Regions from separate parts of the Capra hircus genome. Here region 1 is linked to region 2. Evidence: chromatin contacts called from public Hi-C data. All regions are on one chromosome and are shown on one strand. Each heading gives the region's core, a stretch centred on a gene start, on an enhancer-like site or on the middle of the called end of the contact. The rest is flanking DNA. Distances are from core to core; before and after follow the strand shown. Region 1 overlaps SLC4A9 (anion exchange protein 4). Region 2 holds the start of LOC102185742.

Region 1 (7,072 bases), core at 4,048-6,547, 190 kb before region 2:
GAGGCCAGCGTGTTGGTGCGCTACTTTACCCGCTTCACCGAAGAAGGCTTCTGTGCTCTCATCAGTCTCATCTTCATCTATGATGCTGTTGGAAAAATGCTGACCTTGACCCGTGCCTATCCCATCCAGAGACCTGGCTCTCCCACCTATGGCTGTCTCTGCCAGTACCCAGATCCAGGAGGTGGGTGAGGGGAATTGTTGTTTGGTCACTAAGTTATGTTCAACTCTTTTTGCAACCCCATGGACTATAGCCTGCCAGGCTCCTCTGTCCATGGGATTTCCCAGGAAAGAATATTGGAGCGGTTGTCATTCCCTTCACCAGGGTATCTTCCCCACCCAGGGATCAAACTCACATCTCCTGCATTGGCAGACAGATTCTTTACCACTGAGCCACCTGGGAAGCCCGAGGGAAATAGGGAGCTTGGCAAAATAAGGGAGGATGCAGGAAGGGTTGTCCCCTTAGTTAAGTTCAGCAAAATGCTGAGGACCTACCCAGTAGCCAGCAGCAAACTTCCTTTCTCTGGTTCTGAGTCAGATGAAAAATAAGTCAACAAGAGCAGGCCCAATTTCATCTTTTACTTCTGCCAGTGCTAAGAGAAGACCATGGTTATATCTATGAGTATATGGGCTTCCTAATGATGAAACCAAAATTGGATCGACTTACCCACCCAGTCACGGCCATCCGGGACAGGGACTGTCTCGCCCTAGAGGAGCAGAGCTCAATGCATGCAGGGTGCTTACTCCCTAGAGAGGGAGAGGAAGGGGCAGGACCAGGCATGCCCAGCTTCTTCTCCCAAAGTCACCAACCAAATAAATCACCACTCTTCCCCTGGACCATATGAGTGACTGGGTGGAGAGGAGCTCGGACTATTGCATCAGCACATTTCCCTCCACATGGCCAGGAACACCAGGATGGGGAATAGGTATCCTCTCAAGAGTGCCAGACTCTGTACCAGCCATGAACAAAAATAATTCTGACGCTGGTGGAAACACACCGATGTGTGTGCTCAGTCATTTACTGGGCACTTGCTTTTTGGCCGGTCCTGTGCCAGCCACCAGGGATACAGATAGGGAGGGAATTTGAAGGGATAAGGGCAAGAGGCAGTGTCCTGAGAACAGACTGGGTAGTGATTGGAGTCAGCAGAGAGATGAGTCAGAACAAAGAACTCTCTGGTTCAGCTGGACCTGTGAAATTGGGCTTCTGATTAGGGCTGGAGAAGGTTCCCGAGGGAAGAAAACTCACTTGAATTCTCTGCTTCCCAGGAAATGAGTCTCAGCGGACAAGCACAAACCCTAAAGACAGAGATGACATCTTGAGCATGGTGAGGGCCTGTTCCTGGGAGGGCCTGAGAAAGAGAGGGTGGAGGTCAAAGAAGTCAGTGGTTCCAGGCTCTTCTGACCCTTCATAGGTCACTGAGGCCCGACCATTTGCTGTGGCTGGAGGTCTCTTATCTGGTGTCCTCAGTCTCAGCGGGCATCAGTGGACCTTTATCCCACTGCCCATAATCCCATCCTGGATGACCTCTCCACACAGGACCTAGGCCTGGTCAATGCATCCTTGCTGCCCCCACCTGAGTGTGCCCAGCGGGGAGGCCATCCTCGTGGGCCCGGCTGTCATACAGTCCCAGATATTGCCTTCTTCTCCATCCTCCTCTTCCTTACTTCCTTCCTCTTTGCCATGGCCCTCAAGCACGTAAAGACCAGTCGCTTCTTCCCCTCCGTGGTGAGTGTCACCTGTACTTCTGTGGGAGAGAACTGGCCCTTGGCCTTGGGCCCTGTCTGTAAATGGGAAAGGGGGCAGAAGGAGGGGGTGGTGGCCTGAACCTCACTGAGTGTCTGCTGGGTGGCCAGGTACGCAAGATGCTGGGTGACTTCTCCTCGGTCCTGGCCATCCTGCTAGGCTGTGGCCTCGATGCCTTCCTTGGCTTAGCCACACCGAAGCTCATGGTGCCCAGAGAGTTCAAGGTGAGAGCTGGGCGTGGAGGGGAGAGGGCAAAGCAGGGTCAGCAGACAGGACCCTAGAGGAGGAAGATGAGTAGATACCACACTTCTCTAGCCTTCCGTTTCCTCATTCATAAGATAGAAATAGTATAATAATGGTCTTACAGAATTGTTGTGAGGGCACACTGTGTGCCAGACACATAGTAAGCCTAGGATAGGTAGCTACTGTTGCAGGTAAGAGGTTAAAAGAGTGGGTTCTGGTCAGCCGGCCCTGGGTCTGAGTCCCATTTCTGTCACTTCCTAGCTGTGTGTCTTAGGGAAGTTAACCCACATTCTGAGCCTCAATTTCTTCATCTATAAAGTGGAAATAATAAATAACAATAGTTTCTGCCTCATAGGTTGTTTTGAGGTTCACAGAAGATCATAGTCCAAAGCACTGTCACATTACTGGGACTGGTTCATACCAACACCTCAATTAATGCTGGTTATTGTTGTTCTCTGTTCTCCCTACCCTTGGCATGGCCCTACTCACTACTCCCCACTCTCTACTTTGCACCAATTGCCTGCTCTGATGAGGTCAAGCTAGAGCTCCCTGCCCAGGGCATGACAGTGCACAGAACAAGGCTCAGTGCTCACTTAGTACCTAAACTTTGTGCATTTGGAGACCTCCCTTCCAGCTTCCCTCAGGACAAGAAAGCAGGGTGGCTCCAAGGCTCCAAGGCAGCCTTAGGGGCTCAGAACCCAAGATAGCAACTGAGGCCCCTCCCACAGACACAGACACAGACGCCTTGTAATCAGAGCAGACGCAGACACACCCAGCCCTACCCCTGCCCCAGCCCCAGATCGAGGCAGGTCTGAACCTGAGTTGCCCAGCCCTTGGTAGGGGAGGAGGGTGGTTGCTTAGGGAGAAGTACTCTGTACATCAAGAAATGTGCGTGGGCTTCATCCACTACCTCCTCCAGGACCCTAAGAGTCAAAGTCCAGAGCCCCTGGTTCCAGCCCAACCCCCAGGCTGGTCCCCATCCTGCTGTTTGCCATCCTAGCCCTGGGATGCACTGAACCATCTGCACACACACAGAGTGCTCCCACCTAGCATCCAGTGTCTTAGAGCCGGTGGGGAGGGGGTACTGTGGAAGAATGCCATGGCTGGAGTGTGTAGATGAGGTATTCTAAAGATAGCCTCTCCAACTTCTCCATGGACTCCTCTTCCCCAGCCCACACTCCCTGGACGTGGCTGGCTGGTGTCACCTTTTGGAGCCAACCCCTGGTGGCTGAGTGTGGCAGCTGCCCTGCCTGCTCTGCTATTGACTATCCTCATTTTCATGGACCAGCAGATCACAGGGGTCATCCTCAACCGTGCTGAATACAGACTGAGGGTAAGACTTGCAGGGTCAGACCCCAGGTCCCTAGCCCAAGTGACAGGAGCTCCAGGGTGGGGTCTGGGTCCCCCCTTTCCCACCCCAGAGGACAGAGGGCCCAGATCTGGGCTAGCTTCATCCTTACTGCTCCACACTACCTGCAGAAGGGAGCTGGCTTCCACCTGGACCTCTTCTGTGTGGCTGTGCTCATGCCCCTCACATCAGCGCTCGGGCTGCCCTGGTATGTCTCAGCCACTGTCATCTCCCTGGCCCACATGGACAGTCTTCGGAGAGAGAGCAGAGCCTGTGCCCCAGGGGAGGCTCCTAGCTTCCTGGGCATCAGGTAAGGCCAGTATTCAGGAGACTGGAATGAGACGTGGGCAGCAAGGTCGGGTACTGGGTACAGGGCAGAGTTATTTGGGCAACTTAATTTCTAAGCTGGTGACTCCAGAGGGCTCTCTCACTGCCCCATGAGCATGCAGTGGGGTGAACGGGTGGGTGCTGGACTCCTTCAGCCGTGGGACTGGGAGGGGCCTCCAGGGGAGCATCATGGAGGTGAGTGTGAAGGCTGAGCAAGGATGAAGTGCCACCTAAAAATCCCACTCAGTGTAGAAGCACCTCGTTGATCTTATAGAGTAACATCACAAAAACAATTTTATTGGAAATGCAATCTAATTGTTGAAAGTATGGGAAATCAACTTTGTACATTATGAAGTAAACGTTTTTATGGTAGTATAAGATTGCTTAATTTTCCATCAAAATAAAAACAAAGAGCAACTTTGAACTTGAGTTGCTGAAGAGGACTGGGAGCCTCGAATGGAGGTAACCTGTCCTTTCTTCTCCACCAATTTTTCACACCAAGCTCAGGTCCCCTCCCTTCCAGGGAACTATCAGGGGATCCCTCTACTTCCCTCCTGCCAGGGCCCCCAACCTGGCACCCCAGGGGCTCCCCCAGAGCTAACTCCTCCTTTCCCCACAGAGAGCAGAGGCTGACAGGACTGGCAGTATTCATCCTCACAGGAATCTCCATCTTCCTGGCACCTATACTCAAGGTACCTTAGACAAACCAGCATCAGGGGCAGGGCAGTAAAAATAATAAATATAGCAAGAACTGACATTGACCGAACATTACTACGTACTGGGCACTGTGTTAAGTTTTCTTCACCCATAGTCTCATTTAATCCTGACATTACCCATGAGAAGCATATGCACTTTTAAAGTGAGGAAACTGAAAGTTAAAGAGGTTAAGGAACTTACAAGAGACCGCCAAGAGAGCTGGTTTCTCAGATCTATCTGAGAACCTGAACTCTGACCCAATTGGCTTTCTACCCAGTGGAGCCGAGTAGAGACATGCCATCATCCCCAGGGGCCAAGCACTAGCTACTCTTACTCCACATTCAATGAGGTTTGAACTAAGAACATGATCATCACAATCCAGGAAAACTTTTGAGGCAAAAACCCTTCACATCTCCCTCACCAGATGTTTACAGAATACCTGCTGAGTGCAAGGCTCTGAGAGGCACCTGGGAGAAGGGGATGGGAAGGGGAAGGATACTGAAAAAGAATATGGAACCAAGCCCCTGTCAGCAACTCATACACATGAATAAAAATTATGTAACAAGTAACAGCAGAAAGGTTCAGCAAGCCAGTACGGCAGAGCAGTCAAGGAGGGCGTGGAGAACTGCACACAAGAGTCACTGGCAGGACGACAGGAGGTTAGGGGAGGGAAAGGTCGTGGAAGCTGGGTGAGAGGAGAGTAGTTCAAAGAGCCAGATGGACTGGATCGGCCTCTGGCTAAACTAGGCGACTCCTGTTCAGCAGCTATTTACCGAGCATAAGCCATATGCCAAGCACTGTTCCAGGGACTGGGGATATAGTGGTGATCAAAAGAGGTCATCCACATCTTGCATTCTGGTGAGAGGAGACAGATAAAAACAATTAAAACAATAAAATAGGATAATTTCAGATAGTGATAACTCCTGTGGAAATAAAAGAGGGTGGGGTGATCAGGAGCGCCTTAATGGTGCTGGGCAGGCAAGGCCTTTCTGGGGTGTCACGACAGGAGTAATGAGAGGGGGGTCAGGGAAGAGGATTTAGGTGGAGGGACTAGCAAAGCAAAAGGCCTTGCAAAGGGGTAGAAGTAAACTTGGGCATATTGAGGAAAGGAAAGGGGGCCACTACAACAGGAACAGAGAGAACAGAGAGGAATGTGAGAGAGAAGAGTGGAGAGGTAATGGGCAAGTTACTTAGCCTCTCTGAAATACATCTTCTCCATCTGTAAAATGGAGACAACTGTAGAATTTACCTCATCTGACTGATGTGAAGATTCAATGAAATCAGGCATGCAAAGTGGGTATGTTTAGATCTTGGAGGCTGGAGGCTGGGCTTGGGGCCTAAATGGGGTTATCTGGGCAGCTAGCAGAGGCAAACTGCTTCGCCAGCTCTCCAATTCTCTCTACCAGTTCATCCCAGTGCCTCTTCTCTATGGCATCTTCCTGTACATGGGGGTGACAGCGATTAGCAGCATCCAGGTGAGCCCATTACTTCCTGCCTCCATTTGCTAGTTCTCCTCCTCTCCTCTTTTCCTGCCTCTCCTGGGCACAGGGCCTCTGCTGCCACACTCTGGATGGAGAGGGGACCAAGGGAGCCTTGTGACCTCCAAGCTAGGCTTGGATAGCTAACAGTGACACCTTCCAGTCTACCTGAGTACCCTGTTTTCTTCCTCCCCTTGTCCCCCCAGTTCACGAAGAGGGTGCAACTATTATTGATACCAGCGAAGCACCAGCCAGACCTTCTGTTCTTGCGGCATGTGCCCCTGAGCAGGGTCCACCTGTTCACAGCCATCCAGCTTGCCTGCCTGGGTCTGCTTTGGATAATCAAGTCTACCCCTGCAGCTATCATCTTCCCCATCATGGTGACCTGTGGCAGGGTTGGGTAGTGTCCTGGTGGCTCTCTGAGCCTGGGGGTTGGTCACGGCCTCACAAGAGGAAGAATCTCTCCTCTGTCACTTGTCCTGGCTCTGCCTGGTTGGGAATCTCAGGACAAGGAAACATGGCCAAGGGATGACTGTGAGGCTCTGGACCTAAGATATCTGGTTTAATTCTTTTCCCAACCTCTTTGGGCTCATCAACCACAGGTAGGGATAGAAGGCCCAGAAAGAGACTGAGGACCTGGGAGAGGCAAGGCTGGCACTCTTTCACCCAGTTAGGTGATACTGTAAGCTTCTGGCTTTGTTCTTATCCACTGAGGAAGTTAAGAGTCATGGGCTTTGCTTTGGAACCAATCTGGTTACTACATCTCAGTTCTGTGACCTCTGAGAAGTTAGTAAGCTCCCAGGGTCTCAGTTTCCTCCTCTGTACAATGGAAATAATTATCATGTCTACCTCATATGAATGTATTAGCATTCACTGAAACTATACACAATGCTTTGCACATGGGAAGTGCTCGATAAATGTGACTGTTGTTAACGTTCCTGCTGCTATTGCTGACAGCCCGTGGCTTTGTTTCTATCCCTGCAGTTGCTGGGCCTGGTGGGGGTCCGAAAGGCACTGGAGTGGGTCTTCTCGCCACAGGAACTCCTCTGGCTGGATGAGCTGATGCCGGAGAAGGAGAGAAGCATCCCTGAAAGCGGCGTGGAGCCAGAGTGCTCGTTCAGTGGAAGTGACAGTGAAGATGTGCGCTCCTGGAGAACAGGGGAGGGGTAGGGGAGAGAAGTCATCTCCAGGAGTTGTAACTGAAGTATAATATCTCTATTAACTCTGAAGATTTGATCA
Region 2 (7,669 bases), core at 2,165-4,664:
AATAACTGAAATTTAAAATTCACTAGAGGGCAGATCTGAGCAAGTAAATCTGGGTGTGGTTGTGGTGGTTTAGTTGTTAAGTCATATCCTACTCTTTGTGACCCCATGGACTGTAGCCTGCCAGACATTTCTATCCATGGAATTTCCCAGGCACAAATGCTGGAGTGGGTTGCCATTTCCTTCTCCAAGATAGGTCGAATAAAATTATTCAGTCTGAGGAGAAGAAAGAAAAAAAAAAAAAAAGGAAAATGAGCCTGAGAGACCTGTTGGCTGCCATCAAGTGTACACACATATACATTATGGGAGACCCAGAGGGAGAAAAGAAAGAGAAAAGGGTAGAAAGAATATCTGAAGAAATAGTGCTCCAAAATTAGCCCAAACTTATGAAAGACTTACTATGCACAAAGGATCTTCAATAAGATTAAAAACCAATTCCTCATTAGAAACCATGGATCCCAAAAGGCAGTGCGATGACATAGTTAAAATGTTGAAAGGAAAAAAAACCTGTCAACTAAAATTTCTACATCTGGCAAGATATAAGATATCCCCAGATAAACAAAAAGTTTGAGGAAGTTCATTGCTAGTAGACCTGCTTTACAAGAAATACTAAAGGGAGCAAATCCTTGAGCATGTCAGAGGTGAGGAAAAGATGAGACTGATGCTGGCCTGGGCCTCTACATCCATATTTCAGCCACCCTCTCCCCAACCCTTCCTTAAAGCTATTAAAAACCCCCATGTGACTTACACTTCTCCTGGAAGCTGCAGGATCCGCAAGGCTCCTTGCCACATCCCCTGGGTCCCAGGCCCCTCAGAAGGGTCAGGCGCCAGGCAGGACATGGTGACAGTGAGCAGAGAGCAGCTCCTGTGATGGAGACCATAGGCTCAGGCTAAACGACCAGGGCGGGGTTGGGGGAGTGACAGGGGTTCTCCTGTCCTCACCTGCCTTCTCCACATGCAGCCCGCAAGTACAGCTCTGAGGCAGCTCTTGAGTCCGATACCTCCACTTCACTGGCATTTTCCACCACCCTGGAGGAAGGAAAGCCTGGACTCAGCTCCTAAGCACAGGGGTTCTGTCCAGCCCCCAGAATCTCTACATGGGGAGCCCATGGGCATCCCTAGAGCCTATAAGAATCATCCCCAAGGCTCCAAGCTCAGTATGTCCCCTAGAAGCCTCTCATCCTCACGATCTTATTTTTTTCTCCTATTATCTGCCCAGTGTGGGGAACAAGGTAGTTGGGATTCCTCTCATTTTATAGATGGATAAGCAGGAGTTCTGCTCGGTGAGATGCCCAGGTCACCTGGGATGGTGATGACACAGCTGAGGAGGTATAAGTGGATGGGGTGGAGAGAAGAGTGAGAGGGATGAAGGGAAGACTGTGAGAGGGAGTCCTGGGGGCAAACCCAGGCCCTGTAAGCATGACCCCGAGTTCAGAGCCTCTCTTCCTTGGAGTGGCAGTGGGCAGAAGCCTCCAATAACTTGGTTTTGGGTGTTAGCCCTGCCTAAAGATAAGCGCTCTCAGACCTCACTGGGCTCTGGACACTCACAAGCCCAGAGGAGCCACATCCAGCACGGATAGGTTCCCTGCCCCTGGAGTCAGTAAATCCCGGATCCTCCTGTTGGCGCTGAGCTGAGATCACACAAGCACAACATCTGTTACGAACTAAAGGTTTACTCAGACTTTGGCTCACGTGACTCTCCCATTGCCCTGTGAGCCAAGCAGGACACCAAAATCCAGCCATTTCAGGCAGAAAACAGGAGAGCCCAGCAAGGCAAGCCAACACTGGTGAGCAGCAGAGACCCAAGCCCTTCAGGTTGCCCTCGTGTCTCAGGCTCTATGGCAGCATCACCGTGGCCTTGGTGCCCCAGGTTTCCCCTTCCCCAGGGCCTCACCTGAACTAGGCTAAGAGTGCTAAGCACAGCATCAGAGCCCCTGAGGGGCAGAGCTTCTTCAAACAGCACCTGTAGCAGCTGAAGTGGAGAAAGGGGTTCAGTGCAGATTGAGAAAGGATTCATTTCTTTCTCAACATTTCTCGAGGGCGAAGTCTATGCCTGACCCTGTGCTAAGTGCCATGGACATGGTGGCCAAGACAGAAAACAGCCCCAGGGCTCATGGTTCACAGGAAGCCAGACAAGGGAGCAGATATTTTCAGTGGGACCTGGTGTTTGCAAGGATAGGGGCTCATGACAAGGTTTTGAGGCAATTATTTTAGTTTGGGGGCATTCTGACGAAGCCTAAAAACAAAACTTTCAACTTTGTTATCAGTATTAGTAAGAACAGTGAAAATCAGATTTGCCTGAGTATTTGATGTTTGTACATCACCCCTCCCTGACCCACACCCTATATACCCCAGCCTCCTACCTTCCCTGACCTCTCAACAGCTTCATGACTGATGCTGGCAAAACAACCTGTATGGACTCTGGGGTGCTATAGGAACCCCGAGGAGGGACATCTAGTCCAGCTAGGGTGGGGAGGGGAAAGTTCTTGGAGTTCTCCTGGAGGAGGCAACATGTGAGTCTCGAAACAGGTATGCCTGATGCCTTCTCTGGGACTCACCTGAGGCACGAGCCGGGGCGCCTCCGTTTCCCGACCCCGAAGCAGCAGGGCCACACTGTACCCTCGGCTCACAGAGCCCAGAGTGGGCCGGACTCGTGCTAGCAGCTCCTGCTCTGCCTCCTGCCGGAGACACAGGCACACCCCCAACTCAGGTGCCCTGACCCAGCCCGCCCTGAGCAAAGAGTTTGGGAAATACTCAGCACCTCAGGATCAAGGGTCCTGAGTGCTCCCAACCACCTCCCATCACCCTATCCGACACCCCTACCTGAGCAGCATCAGAACCCAGGACTCTATCAAAGGTGATGCATTGTTCCTGCGAGCAGAGACAGGAGTCAACAGTGTCACTCCCATCTTCCCCTGTACTCACACACACCCCAGCCCAGCCTGTATCTACCTGACACTCCAGAGGCTCAGGCTGAAGTAGGCGGATGCTCTTGGCCCCCTCAAGAAGGAGCGTAGGGAAGCAGGTCTCCTTGGGGCCTGAGACAGGGGGACTTCATGTCAACTCTCCTGGGGGAAACTGAGCTCCTGGGACCCCCAAGTCCTGCCTTCAACCTTTGCCTTAGTTTCCTAGTGAAATGGCCTTGCCCTCCCCCTCTCCCAGGAGGTGCTCCCAGGCTGTGTTACTTCTGAGATGAACGTGTGGGGGCTTCTTACCAGATCTTGTCCTCTCTACTTCCACCACCACGGTCAACCGGGCCTGCGGGTTGTCAGCGAGGGCTGCGGGGGCTGAGGGGCCCTGGCCCAAAGGGGCCCCTGTGCCCATCACCCCTCCACACTCCATGGCTTCTGTGCCTCTCAGATTCCCCTCAATAATTCATCTCCCCAACCTGAGGGCTCTGGGCAGGGCCTCTAAACAATAACTAAGGAGGGACAGTCCTCTATTTCCTGAGTGAGTCAGACTGTTGCACGGAATTTTTCTTTTTTTCCTCTTATGAAATTTTCAGACATTAACTGTGAAGAGAATAGTTTAATGGAACTCCAAGCACTCAGCTTCAGCCATTATCAACTTAACAGCCAGTCTTATTTCTTCTGTTCCCTTTTCCACCCCTAGTGGATTCTTCTGAAGCATATCTCAGACACTTTATATTTCACACATAGCTATTTCAGTATGTATTTATAAAAGATACCACTCTTTTTTTAAAAAAACAATGATAGCTTTATTGGGAGATAATTCAAATACCATATAATTCATCCATTTAAAGTGTGTGTTTCAATGGTTTTTGGTAAGTTTGCAGACATGTATAACTATCACCACAGTTAATTTTAAAACATTTCCATCCCTTTATAAAGGAACTGGATTTCCTTTACTGTAGCCTCACTAACCCCCACCCTATGCTGACCCTTAAACAATCACTCATCTACTAACACCTTTCTGTTTCTCTAGGTTTGCTTATTCTGGACATTTCATGTAAGTGGACTCACGTTCTTTTTGTGACTGGCTTGTAGCACCTGTAAGCCCAGTGTACGCTCCTTGGTGCTTCTGTCTCCTCTCAACAAAAATTTGAAGCAACAGACGTTAGAGACCTCGGCGGGTCACAGCTCTCCAACGGGCCATGTTATAGCTCTCAGGTCTCGAACAGACCATGTTATAACTCTTAGATCAGTGTTACAGCTCTGTGTTACAGCTCTATTTTCTTTAGAAAATAGCAGGAAAATACATCCTCGAGGCATGAGGGAATGCTGATCCAAAGACTTGAAGAGAAGAGAGTGGGGGAGGGCACCGGCACGCGGGAGAGAGAGAGACCGCGGCCCTCTGGCTCCTCTTTTTATGTGATTTTCCCCCCTGGGCCTGCCCTGTGTAAGTTGGGCCAGCCAGGAGTGCTGTTTGTTCCACCTGAGTTCCTCACTCCGGTCCTCGGACCTCCTTTTGTTCCATTTCCGCGGGCTTTTCCCTCCCTTGTCTTTTAGCCACTGCCATTCTGGACTCCTGTTTCCTATTCTAACTCCCTAACACATCTATCAGTACTTCTTTCCTTTCTGTGACTGAATCATGTTCCATGTAGGATGAAACTGCTTCTGTCACGAGATCCCCAGAGTCTGGCCAAACTTCACAGGTGAGGACACAGTTGCAGTAAGACTGCCCCAACTTCAGACTCTTCTGCAGCTTCCATACTTTGCTAGAATGACTTACAGAACTCAGCTGTGCTGTGCTCAGTCACTTTTTTAGGTCGACATTGGACAAGGCCTGGGAGGGTTCTGAGTGAAGGATCTCCTTTCTCTATGGAGTGAGGGTGTGCCTTCCCAGTACATCAGTATGTTCACCAACCAGGAAGCTCCCTGAGCCTCATTGTCCCGCATTTTTCAATGAGTCATGATTAATTAAATCATAAATTATATGACTGAATCCAACTCCAGCCCTTTTATCTGCAATTTTTTTTGTTTTGTTTTTGGTTACACTAGTGGCCTGCGAGATCTTAGTTCCTTTATTAGAGATCTAACCTGCGCACCCTGCAGTGGAAGCTCAGAGTTTTAATCACTGAACTGCCAGGCAAAGTCCCTGAATAGTTTTTTGTTTTTTTTTTTTCTTTTTTCTGGTGAGCAACCTCCTCCATCCTGAAGCTATATAGGGACCCTGCCAGAAGTTATCTCATTAGCATAACAAAGAGATTCCTATTGCTTAGGTAATTACAAAGGTTTTTGAAGCTTTGTGCTAGTAACTGGAGACGAAGACCAGATATGTTCTTCATTATATCACAAACTACTCTGGTTTTTCACCAAGGATCTCTTATAGCCAAAAGAATGATACCCGTCTGACCATCTATATTCCGTATTCAGTTTGTTCAGTTCAGTTCAGTCTCTCAGTCGTGTCCGACTCTTTGTGACCCCATGGACTGCAGCATGCGAGGCCTCCCTGTCCATCACCAACTCCCGGAGTTTACTCAAAGTCATGTCCATTGAGTCAGTGATGCCATCCAACCATCTCACCCTCTGTCTTCCCCTTCTCCCACCTTCAATCTTTCCCAACATCAGGGTCTTTTCCAGTGAGTCAGTTCTTCACATCAGGTGGCCAAAGTATTGGAGTATTCGTTGTACATCTATATAACAGGTGGAGCAATAGTAACAAGATGAATATGCCTAACCTTTGGAGGAATCAGTTTGGGGTAGGGATAGGAGGCTTGTATTTTCCCATACATTTGCCTATCAATACCGATACTGTACGCTTAGCAACAATGCCTGTTATTATATCTCATTGTGTTGCTGTTATGTGGGCTTCCCCGGTAGCTCAGTCAGTGAAGAATCCGCCTGCAATGCAGGAGACCGCTTGGAGCATCGGAGACCCAGATTCAATCCCTGTGTCTGGAAGGTCCCGTTGAGAAGAAAATGGCAACCCACTCCAGTATGCTTGGCTGGGAAATTCCATGGACAGAGGAGCCTTGTGGGCTACAGTCTATGGGGTCGCAAGAGTCGGACACGACTTAGAGACTAAACCACCACCAGCTGTTATGTGAAAATAAAGAGTAATTACTTCAGCCTGTCATTATATTTTACTACCAAAATGTCACCCAGCCACAGATTGACTGTCTTCTCCCCAATCTTGGCAGATTCCAAAAGCAAAAGTGGTCTCAGGATTAGATGGCTTCCCCCTCCGACATCTTGTAACTGAACTAAAGGACAGGTCATTGTTTTCTCTGAGCCTCTTTTATTTATTTATAATATACATTCATTTATTTTAATTGTAGGCTAAATACAATATTGTATTGGTTTTGCCATACATCCACATGAATCCGCCACGGGTGTACACATGTTCCCTATCTTGAATCCCCGTCCCACCTCCCTCCCCATCCCATCCCTCTGGGTCATCCCAGTGCACCAGCCCCGAGCATCCTGTATCATGCATCGAACCTGGACTGGCTGTTCTTTTCATATATGATATTATACATGTTTCAATGTCATTCTCCCAAATCATCCCACCCTCTCCCTCTCCCACAGAGTCCAAAAGACTGTTCTATACATCTGTGTCTCTTTTGCTGTCTCACATACAGGGTTATCATTACCATCTTTCTAAATTCTATATATATGTGTTAATATACTGTATTGGTGTTTTTCTTTCTGGCTTACTTCACTCTGTATAATAGGCTCCAGTTTCATCCACCTTATTAGAACTGATTCAAACGTATTCTTTTTAATGGCTGAGTAATACTCCATTGCATAGATGTACCACAGCTTTCTTATCCATTCATCTGCTGATGGACATCTAGGTTGCTTCCATGTCCTGGCTATTATAAACAGTGCTGCGGTGAACAATTGGGTACACGTGTCTCTTTCAATTCTGGTTTCCTCGGTGTGTTCTGAGCCTCTTTTTAAGTGTTAGTGTAATATTGGAGTTCCTTCATTCCTTCACTCTCAGCCACTGTTCCTCCTTCTAAAGTCGTATGGATTTCAACAGATGCTGAATAGTCAGAACAATCTTATAAAAGAAGAACAAAGTTGGAGGACTCATACTTCCTGATTTCAAAACTTATTGTGAAGCAAGAGTAATAGAACAGTATGCTGTGGTACTGGCGTAAAGGCAGAGATTAGCCAAAGAGCAGTAAGTATCCAGAAATAAACCCATGTTTCTATGGACAGCTGATTTGACAAAGACGTCAAGAACATTCAGTGAGGAAATGATCTTGGCTGACCTCTGCTTGCAGCTGCCTGAGATGGGGCTTCAGTTCCCTGACCAGAGATCAAGGTCAGGACTAGGCAGTCAGGGTACCAGATCCTAGCCACTAGACTGGTGGTCAGTGACAAAGCCCTGATTTTTTGACTTTGCAGAAAAGAATTTCCACAAAGATGAAAAGTAGTGAAACAAGAGTTTATTAGGACAAAAAAGAGTATAGCACATGTGGGTAGACCTACAGGTGGGCTCAGAGAAAGCCGCACCCTCATCGTAGCTTGAATCACTTTTCTGGGGCATTTCTTCCAAGTTTTCTTTGGCCAATCACTTTGCTGGGCCTGCTTCTGAGCCCGTATTTGGTATATCTCAGGGTTCTCCTATGTGCGCATGCGCATCTCTTAGCCAAGTTGGATTCTAGTGAAGAGACCTATAGGCGATTGCCTCACTTACTATGAGGTGACACCTCCATCCTTTTTGACCTCCAAGGAGCCTTTCTGCACATGTGTAGGAA

Evidence for each region. A called contact is a pair of places that touch in the nucleus more often than the background predicts.
Region 1: a contact with region 2 is called in a Hi-C map of blood, with 6 times the contacts expected there. The contact joins the enhancer-like site here to the promoter of LOC102185742 in region 2. A contact is called at or near these places in 2 of 5 Hi-C or Micro-C datasets (both in blood).

The regions. Positions count from the first base shown.
Region 1 is chr7:58,928,991-58,936,062 of ARS1.2, reverse strand. It overlaps SLC4A9 (anion exchange protein 4), which reads left to right. Exons shown (of 22, transcript XR_001918297.1): 11 at 1-181; 12 at 1,264-1,322; 13 at 1,535-1,723; 14 at 1,852-1,965; 15 at 3,156-3,317; 16 at 3,464-3,642; 17 at 4,279-4,351; 18 at 5,762-5,830; 19 at 6,040-6,213; 20 at 6,818-6,999. HBEGF (proheparin-binding EGF-like growth factor) reads right to left here and starts at 48. Exons shown (of 7, transcript XM_018050289.1): 1 at 1-48. Within about 2 kb of position 5,297, at least 1 of the 5 cell types and tissues checked has an H3K27ac peak or open chromatin away from gene starts, as enhancers often do.
Region 2 is chr7:58,739,662-58,747,330 of ARS1.2, reverse strand. LOC102185742 reads right to left here and starts at 3,414. Exons shown (of 17, transcript XM_018051646.1): 1 at 3,213-3,414; 2 at 2,950-3,035; 3 at 2,821-2,868; 4 at 2,556-2,675; 5 at 1,892-1,969; 6 at 1,546-1,628; 7 at 940-1,026; 8 at 746-862. The coding sequence starts at 3,339.